Regions from separate parts of the Zea mays genome. Here region 2 is linked to region 1. The links are chromatin contacts, called in public Hi-C maps. All regions are on one chromosome and are shown on one strand. The core of a region is the stretch at or near the end of the contact, and the rest is flanking DNA. Distances in the headings are between cores, read along the strand shown.

Region 1 (4,900 bases), core at 1,682-4,181:
TTGATTGATGAAAAATGCTGGATTCTTGTAGGTTATGTTACCAGAGGCTGTTGCAATTGTGGTCGCACCCACAGATCCAACCAGGCAAGTGTTCTTTGCTAATAAATACTACACTTGTGTTACTTGTACATAAAATGGCTGGCATACATCTGCAGTTCCTTTGTTCTTAATTTCTTTTGCTCCTACATTCTGGTTCTGGGTAAACTTATATAACGTAATCTGAAAATGCCCTATTTGTTTCTCAAATTTTTCAGGAGTTACGGAATATTCAGGCTGACTGAACCTGGAGGGATGGATGTTCTTAGGGAGTGTGACGAAAGTGGGTTCCACACTCACCGAGAGACAACCAACGGCAGCCCAATCTATGAAACCTGCTCGAAAGTGCACTTCAATCCCAACTTGCGGTTTGAGATTGTCGACCTGCGCTCGGCTCAATGATCAATGGGACTAAAGCTATGGCAGCACGTGCTCCCTTGTGCTCCCTCTTGGCAGAAGTATATACCATAGAGCTTGCTGACGATGCGTGATAGGTATAGTGACAGCGCCAAGCCGGAACCAAGATGCTCATGTTACTTATCTGACATCTGCGCTGGTATTTGTCAAAGAAAAGGAGTAACTGAAAACTAGCACTGGTTATCTTGTCTGTTCGGCCAGCCTTTGAGTTGGTATTTTAAGTAATACTGTATATAACATACAACTGGGGCAAAACACACACACACACTATTAACTTGGTCTGGGATGTGATTGTAACGTAGCGCAATAGCGCTTGACTGTTTCTGTGGCACTGCCAATTTACTTACTAATTGTCAGTGACTGGAGTATGAAGAAATACATTAATTTGGCAGTTCCTTACTAAACCAATTCTCTATTTCTACTATTCTATATGGCTTATATGGCTCTACTGTGGGCGTCCATACCTTAACTGGTGAAGCACGCCCTTGCCTTGTCTCCTCGTCGCACTATCCACCGCGATCTAGTTCTCCTCGGCGTGGCGCAGATCTCCTCGGTGCGGTTTAGATCGGCACGATCCACTCCCCCACCCATCTGCTCTCCATCGGCGCGATCCACTCCCGTGTCGCTGTCCACTCCCTCACCCATCGGCGCGATCCCCTCCCGTGTCGCAGCACAGATCTCCTCCTCGGCGTGCAAATCCGGCTGTCCTCGCCCCACTTTCCTCTCTCGCCGCAATCCCTGCTCTCTCTCGCCCGGATCGCTGCCCCAGAATCCCATCCGTGTTCGCGCTCTCCAGAATCCCATCCACTCCCCAAAATCCCATCCGCGTCCGCGCACTCCATGGCGAGTCCTCCGCCCTCCGCTCGGATCACGCCCCAGCCTCCATGGAAGGGGAGTCCTCTCGATCAGACTCCGCGTCCGCAATCCCATCCGAATCTGTCTCGTTTCGTCGCAATCCCTCTCGATCCACGTCTGTGCTGTCCATGGAAGGAGAATCAGACGCTCCAGCCTCCATGGAAGGGGAGTCCTCTCGATCCGCGTTCTCGCTCTCCAGAGAAGGGGAATCCTCCCCCCTCTAACCTCGCCCTATATCTCCCTTGCCACCGACCGGCCTTGCCCCACCATCGGCGACACCCACCCCCCTTCAATCCACTAACCTTCCATGGAGAGTGCGGGTGAGAAGTTTCCATCGACGGCATCATCGGGTATGCGCCTATAAAATGTCAAGTGTGTACCATGTTAAAATAGGACCTATATTTAAGTCCTAAAAATTAAAATAGGACCTAATTTAAAATGTTTAGAACCAAAAAAACATTAACAACTCCAATAGTTAAATACTATACCATGTTATTAGGAAATAAATCATATTATTTAGAAAATAAAAGATTATGATTATTGCACTAAATGAGGATAGTGCTCCAGTATACGAGGGGTCCTATGTTTAGAACCTAAGGCATCGGGTCCTATAATTGTTTGATGATTTTTTGTGAAACATGACCTCTGCTGGAGCAGGTTTTGGTGTTGGGGTCTTATATTTCAAAATTTTGACCAAGAAAAATAGGACCCCATTTAAGACTCTTGTTGGAGATGCTCTAAAGAGTATTAATTAGTGCGAATAAGGACTATATTACCCCTATTAATTAGGGGTTGCCCGGTGCACATAGAAAGTGGGGAGGACAATGGAGTTAAAATCATACCTTAGTCCCTTTTAGTTACCCCTTAATGACTAAAGAATTAAAGTTTAGTCACCTCTACTTTGAACCCTATTTGTTTTTTCAGAACTAAAATTGACTAGTTACTCCAAACCAAACAGGCCTTAGAGAGTGTTTGGTTTATAGGGACTAATTTTTAGTCCCTTTATTTTATTTCATTTTAGTCCCTAAATGGTTAAATATAAAAACTAAAACTCTAATTTAATTTTCGTATTTGATAATTTAGGGAGATAATGTAGAGAGTAAAATTAGATAAAATGGAGGTACTAAAAATTATAAACTAAACACCTTTTAGTCTATCTCGCCACGTGAAAAGTCATGCAAATGCAAAAATATCGCTCGCACGACGTTATATCATAATGCATGTGTCTACAATAGATCATACATCTCACAGGGGACAAAATACTCGTGAGAAGAGGGGCTATGTAAATTTGTACACTCTCTTTACAAGAGGCAAAATACATATAAGAGAGGTTATGTAAATTTATACACCCTCTCTCCTTCAATATATAATTTAATCGGGTAATGGAGAATAAGTATTGTTTATTGAGATGGTATTGTTTAGGTGTTGGAGAAACACAGTTTTATATGTTAATACTACACTCATACACTGCTCACTATGCAACTATTCTATTGTTTGAGATAGCTTTTATAAATCCGAAGATACAATTGCAATTAGAAGGAAAGCCCAGGGGTTAGCCACTCACACCGTTCGTTTCGTATATCTGTCTCCCTCTCCCCATCTTATCACAACGGCACTCCATCGCCTCATCTTATCCGCCGGCCTCCTCACGCCGTCGCTGCTGCCTGCTCACTCCCCACTCCCGACTCCCCGACGCACGAGCTCCCAGGAGTTAGCCATGGCCTCCACCACCCTCTCCTCCGCCTTCAGCCTCCTCTCCCGCCCCTCCACCTCCCCGTGCCCCGCCGTCTCGCTCCCGAGGTCCTCCTTCCCCGTGCCTGACAGCCGCCGGAGACGCCGCGCCGTCACCGTCGCGTCCACCGCCACCGAGTCCCCCAAGGTCTTGGAGCTCGGGGACACCATTGCCGGGCTCACTCTCGAGGAGGCCCGCAACCTTGTTGACCACCTCCAGGAGCGGCTCGGCGTCACAGCTGCGGCCTTCGCGCCGGCCGCCGTCGTCGCAGCGCCTGGGGCGGGCGGCGGGGCCGCGGCCGAGGAGGAGGCCCCCGTTGAGAAGACGGAGTTCGACGTAGTAATTGAAGAGGTGCCCAGCAGCGCGCGTATCGCCACTATCAAGGTGGTGCGCGTGCTCACCAGCCTCGCGCTCAAGGAGGCCAAGGACCTTATCGAGGGCCTTCCCAAGAAGCTTAAGGAGGCCGTCAGCAAGGACGAGGCCGAGGATGCCAAGAAGCAGCTCGAGGAGGTCGGCGCCAAGGTGTCTATCGTGTGACACTAGGTATACTGACTCCTTTTTTTTTTCTTCTTTTTTTTTTAAATTTCTTTCTTTGATCTTTGCCTCCCAATCTTTTGTGTATCCCCATTGTCGTTTATAAGGAATTGCTGTTTGATGATATGAATTCAGTGTGAATGTGACATGCTTAAAACTGGTAATGTAGATTTGCCTTGTTGGCACTATCATTACTTCATGACGGTGAACAATAGGGCATTTTGCTTTCCTTATTCTGTTGCTTGCAATTGCTAGTAGCCTTTGTAGTGGGTTGCATTGTATTCGTTATTATTCGTTACAAATGTCATCTAAAAAATTGTCTGTAAGAAAGGTACTACAAACGTTTTCTATTTGATTATACTTTCATTTAATGTGTATTCTTCCTTTTATAATTTGTTTCCATACATTTAGCATCTAAGAGATCAAAACTGTTTTCTCTCGTATCTAATAAACAGAATACCCCGCCGCGTCGTACGCTGGTCTGGCTGAGGCCACGCGCCCACGCCTTCTGTTGGTCTGTGCAAAAGCCGTTTGGTCTCTATTTGCATGCCGATGCCGTCGCGTTAGCTGTTCAACCTCGGTTCGGAAAGATAACAGAATACCCCGACCCTTGCGCGTTGCGGACTTGCGCCTACCCTATATAATAAACCGATCTACGCTGTGCCTCCATCAAATAAACACTTGCATCTACGTATTGTTAGCTAGCTGGCTCTCGACAAGACAAGGTGATCAAGGGACGACGACTACAGCGCGCGCAAGCCGTCCGTGTCCTCTCCTCCCTGCCGGCGCCGGCGCAATGACGTTCGCGTACGACACGGACGTCGTCATGGACGACGGCACCATCATCAAAACTACCGTCACCAACTCCGGCGACGCCACCAAGCTCTTCCTCCGCGAGGTGCGCCAGACCAGAAAGCCCCTGATCGTGGGTCTGGACACCGAGTGGCGCGTCATTCGCCGACAGGGCCGGCGCCCGCGCAACCGGATGGCCGTGCTGCAGCTCTGCGTGGGCCACCGCTGTCTGGTCTTCCAGATAGTCGCGGCCGACTATGTCCCGGCCGCGCTGAAAGCCTTCCTCGCCAGCCCGCAGCACCGCTTCGTCGGCGTCGTGGTCGACGTCGACGTAGAGCGCTTGCGCTGCGACTGCAACATTGTGGTCAATAACACTGTAGACCTGAGGTATGCCGCGGCCGACGTGCTCGGCCGGCCGCACCTCAGGACGGCGGGGCTCAAGATCCTCGCCCGCGAGGTGATGGGAGTGGAAATAGAGAAGCCGAAGCACCTGACCTGTAGCGAGTGGGACAGACCTCTGTCGCAGGCGCAGGT
Region 2 (4,675 bases), core at 1,410-3,909, 430 kb after region 1:
ATTCAAATGAAAAAGTTTTCAACTACAAATTTGTATAACTCATCATGATGTACAATTTATATATTAAACATTTCTTCATATGACAAAATAAAAATAAATTTGTTCATAAAACATATATCTCTCGAGAGTTTATGAAATTAGAAGAGAGACGTATAAAATTGTGCATATTGTTAGAACCATCATGTGAGATCAACAAATGACCAAACAACCAAAATAAACTTTATAGATCTTGAGAAGTTATAGAAGTTTATAGTTGACAACTTTTTCATTTGAAGTCATATTGTCAACGAAAACTACATCTGAATTTAAAAATTTAAAAATTTGAATTTTGAAAACGACTTCGAAAGAAAAAACCACCAACATGAAAGTTGTAGGTATTGAAGAGTTATGAAACTTTGTAGTTGACAATGTTTTGGTTTGAAATCATCTTGTTATGCAAAACTATGTTTGAATTTTGAAATTTGAATTTTTCAAACTGTCTCGGATGGAAAAAACACCAAAATAAAAGTTGTAGGTCTTAAAATTTAATGAAACTTTGTAGTTGACAATTTTTTGATTTGAAATCATCTTATCATTGAAAAATTTGTGTGAAGTTTTCAAATTTAAAATCCAAATTTTGTAAACGGTCTCGGATGTAAAAACTATTAAAATAAAACTTGTAGATCTTAAAAAGTTATGCAACTTTATAGTTGGTCACATTTTTAAATGAACTCATTTAGTGTCTTAAATAATCAAATTACTCTCGATTTGTTATAGTACATGGGGAATGAAAACGTAATATAGACATAATTGATGTAGTAGTGTAGTGGTATAGGAGGGTATGCGCGAGAGAGAGGTTACGAGTTCGAATCTCACCATTTGCAAAGTATCTAAATTTGATTCAAAATAATAGTGAAAAATGATAGGGCAACGTATCTAAATTTGATTCAAAATAATAGTGAAAAATGATAGGGCAACGGATAAGGTAATAGGTAGGATTGGAGAGTTGTTCCTAGAATTTAAAAAAATGTTTTGCTGTTTTTTTTAATTTTTTTCGATTCTTAATTTGCCGAGTGTTTTTATTTGCCGAGTGCTTTTTGACACTCGGCAAAGTCTTTGCCGAGTGTCCGAAAAAAAACACTCTGTAAAGAACCCTTTGCCGATGAAATTTTTGCCGAGTGTTCTTTGCCGAGTGTAAAATAGCTTTTGCCGAGTGTCTTAAACACTCGGCAAAGAACGCGATTCCGGCAGTGAACGGGGAGCCTACCACGTCACGGAGGTCGTGGGCACCGCCCGCTGGATCGGCGTCGGCGGCAGCGGCACAATGGCGCAAGCAGGAAGGGATAGGATGGTCTGCCCTGACACCGCTCTTGGCCCACGCCGTACCCTTCCAACGCGTAGCCTAGACGTCGACAAGAGAGGTGACTACCCAAATTTGGAGGACTTCCAATGCCACCGTCGGGAACAAAATTTGCTGCATACCGGCTCCAGTGCTCCACCTTCTCTCTCGTGTATACCTTCCTCGGGTGGAAGACAGGTATCATTGACCTGGGGCTGGTCGGGTCGCTCCAACAATTAGAGATACTTATTTGGAATTATAATATATTTATATTATATAATCTAACTTATTTTAAATTAACACTTAGTTCTGGATAGATTATAATCCTAAACAGATGGATCCTAGTTGATGTCTATATGAGATCCAAATAATTTCAATCTATATACATAATGTAGAGAATAAATCTAGAAATAATTTCATTTTTTTCTAAGCTAAAATATATTTAGTGTATAATATAAATTTAAACGGTTTTAATAATTTTTCTAATCTAAATAATAAACAAAATGACTTATCTAAATACCTACTAAAAGTTTGCAACTTCAGTTTTAGATTTTTTAAGCTCCTAATAATCTGTTTCATTAACTTCATTAAATTTTGTTAAGCTGAAATAGTCCCAAACAAGGCCTTAGAATGTTAAACAATATTTTGATTCTTAAATTTCTTTTTTTAAGAAATAAATAAATGAGAGCTTTTTGAAGATTTATTTCTATAACCTTTTTTTTTGGCAAAGTCTATTTATACTTCCCTAACCTAAAGAAGGAAAGCAACTAATTTTAATAATTAAAAGAGCCAACACATTCGAAGTGGTAAATCAGACCATAATAATAGTTTGGAAAAGTTAAAATGAAATTTTCCAATAAATTACCATTATTCACTCACTCGTGTGAAAAAACTAGTATAGTACAATACCTTTGCTTGCAAACAAGTCATAAATTGTAGGCGGTAAAAATATTTACCACCAGCGCGGTTGATTCTTATCAAACTTGCTCTTAGGGCATGTACAGTGGTGTTTAATGTGGAGGCTCTTAAGGTGTTTAAGGGGGTTATTTACAAAAAAATCTTAGAGCCGTCTCTCCGTGAAGAGACGTCTCTGGCTCGTAAACCAAGTAGCAACAGACGCTTCACTTCCCACTGTACGAATTTGTCGTCTGTTCTATCGATCTGATACTATACAAATACATTTAATTCTATATTTATTAATAGACTACGTTTATAGACACTCCACTGTATAATAGAGTCTCTTAGTTGTCTCCTGTGATTGGAGAACCGTTTTGGTGTCTCTCCACTGTACATGCCCTTACTTTCGCTTGATCCGCTTTGTCCCCCCCTAATCCGTGAGTTGGGCCTTCGGGTTCGGCTTCCATGGCGCGGGCGCGAGGCCGGCTACGCCGTTGCTGCTTTGTTCGTGAGTCGTGAATCTGGATCAAGGCGATTCGAAAAAAAAAAGAATCTGGATCAAGGCATCAAGCTCAGGTTCTCCCGTTCTTGCTGTCCAGACCAGAGATATTGCTCACTGACTTCGGCCTCGGCGTTTGAAGCCGCCACCGGTGGGGTGACGCCGATGGCTTGGAGGATACCTACGGCGGCGGCGGCGGCGTGCAGCAGGTTAGCGAGCGTGAGCCGAATGCCTGGAGCCGTTCGTCGCGAAACGAGCTGAAGCTAGTCGTCTCGACTCCCACGTCCTAGCAAGCGGTTGTCGGCCGTCGGTCGTCGGATCAAGAATGAGTCCACGCGTCAGTAATCTGCTAGTATGCACGGGAGGGAGTTTGGGTTGGGGACCGGATCCACCAATTTTTCTTCCGGCGATGGGAAAACGAAAGAGACCTGCATCTGATTCCATTCTGGAAGCACCCCACTCCAATCCACTCTACATGTCCCACGCTCAGACCCGGGTCCCTCACCGCCGTCTCTCGCGCTCCGGTAACCGCCTCCACCTCCGCACCTGACCCCTCCGCCTCCGCCTCCTTGAAAATTCCTTTTGCTGCTCCAACCTGCGAAGCTAGTTCACTGTACTCTTGCTTGCTTATAACGTAGCGTGCGGTGGACGGGGTTTGCCAGCGACTTCAAGAAAGGTTTGCCCCAGCGCCGTTTCCTGAATCCCCGCGTTTAGCTGCAGGCTATATAGCCATGATTTGCTTGAATTCTCGTTACAAATCATGGCACCTCTTCTAATTCGTATTCCGCTCATCTAGGCTGCTACGTTTTGCCATCATAAGGGTCGTTAGGAGATGGTAGAATTGAGGCTTCCTATGTTCAGTATACAATAATACGGCCCTGTTGTTTCCATGAACGCTTGCTACCTCGTCCAGAAGTCCCTGGAACAGTAGTTTGGACCTTTGAATCCAGTTCCTCAATAGATTGCCCCATGTTTGAAGAGATGAGTCATATTCAGTAATCAGTATTCAGTACCCACTAAATTTTCCAACGAGTTTAAATATCTTTTATCCATTCACAGGTAGATATAATTTGATGGGAAGATGAATGGTGCAGAGGAGGAGGAGCCGCCTCACGTCAGCAGCATGCCCAAGACACAAGACGGTGTTACCAAGCCCAGTCTAGGGAAAGAGCCCATCCCAGGGAGCGAGCTCTGGACGGATGGGCTCATCTGTGCTTTTGAGCTGGTCAAGAGTCACAGGAAGCCTGTTCAGCACAAATCATGGCTGGCAACTGAGCAGATACAGGAGAAGGGCCCCACTATGTGCACGAGGAAGCACTCAAGAAGGAATGGGCACCAGATCACTGAGCCGAAAGTGGATGAGAGCATTGTGTTGGAAAACCCCCAGCAGACTGATTTCAGTAACGATCCTTCAGTGCTCAAAGATAGGCCATTGTATGCTGGGGAGATTTTGGATCATAAATGGGTGCCTATTGGATGGAATAGGATCGCCGAGCTGGTCCTGAGGGTTCAGTCAGACTCCAGCTGGGAGAATGAGTTGATGGAGATGAGTGATAGCGAGGATGATTACACCGTGGCTGATCTTGCAGCTCCATACTGGCAGCGCCCTGTGGGACCTACTTGGTGGTGTCATGTCACCGCAGGCCATCCTTCAATAGATGCATGGTTGAATAGCGCTCACTGGATGCATCCTGCCATCAGAATTGCACTGAGAGATGAGAGCAAACTGATAAGCGACCGGATGAAGTACCTGCTCTACGAGGTAATTAAGATGCCTATAAAAATCATCAGCTATGTACTGTTCTGCAATTCGATACTATGAATTTGGAGTGCATACAATCTGTTAGACTATGTGTGTGAGTGTGTGGGCCGGCACCACTGTTGGGCTGTCAGCCCATTAGGGTTAGGGCCCATTAGGGTTAGGGTTGAGTCCATATATATATGTACCCCATCTCCTATCA

What was found. A called contact is a pair of places that touch in the nucleus more often than the background predicts.
Region 2: a contact with region 1 is called in a Hi-C map of ear, with 2.2 times the contacts expected there. The contact joins the promoter of LOC100278854 here to the promoter of LOC107275245 in region 1. A contact is called at or near these places in 3 of 25 Hi-C or Micro-C datasets (ear, leaf mesophyll and tassel).

The regions. Positions count from the first base shown.
Region 1 is chr8:152,355,701-152,360,600 of Zm-B73-REFERENCE-NAM-5.0, forward strand. LOC107275245 (50S ribosomal protein L7/L12, chloroplastic-like) reads left to right here and starts at 2,932. Exons shown (of 1, transcript NM_001320551.1): 1 at 2,932-3,697. The coding sequence starts at 3,026. The coding sequence ends at 3,577. It overlaps LOC100191225 (AMSH-like ubiquitin thioesterase 2), which reads left to right. Exons shown (of 9, transcript NM_001136659.1): 8 at 32-84; 9 at 255-854. The coding sequence ends at 438. It overlaps LOC100280337, which reads left to right and starts at 4,243. Exons shown (of 1, transcript NM_001320549.1): 1 at 4,243-4,900. The coding sequence starts at 4,371.
Region 2 is chr8:152,786,857-152,791,531 of Zm-B73-REFERENCE-NAM-5.0, forward strand. LOC100278854 reads left to right here and starts at 2,660. Exons shown (of 8, transcript NM_001151993.1): 1 at 2,660-2,923; 2 at 3,774-4,476. The coding sequence starts at 3,796.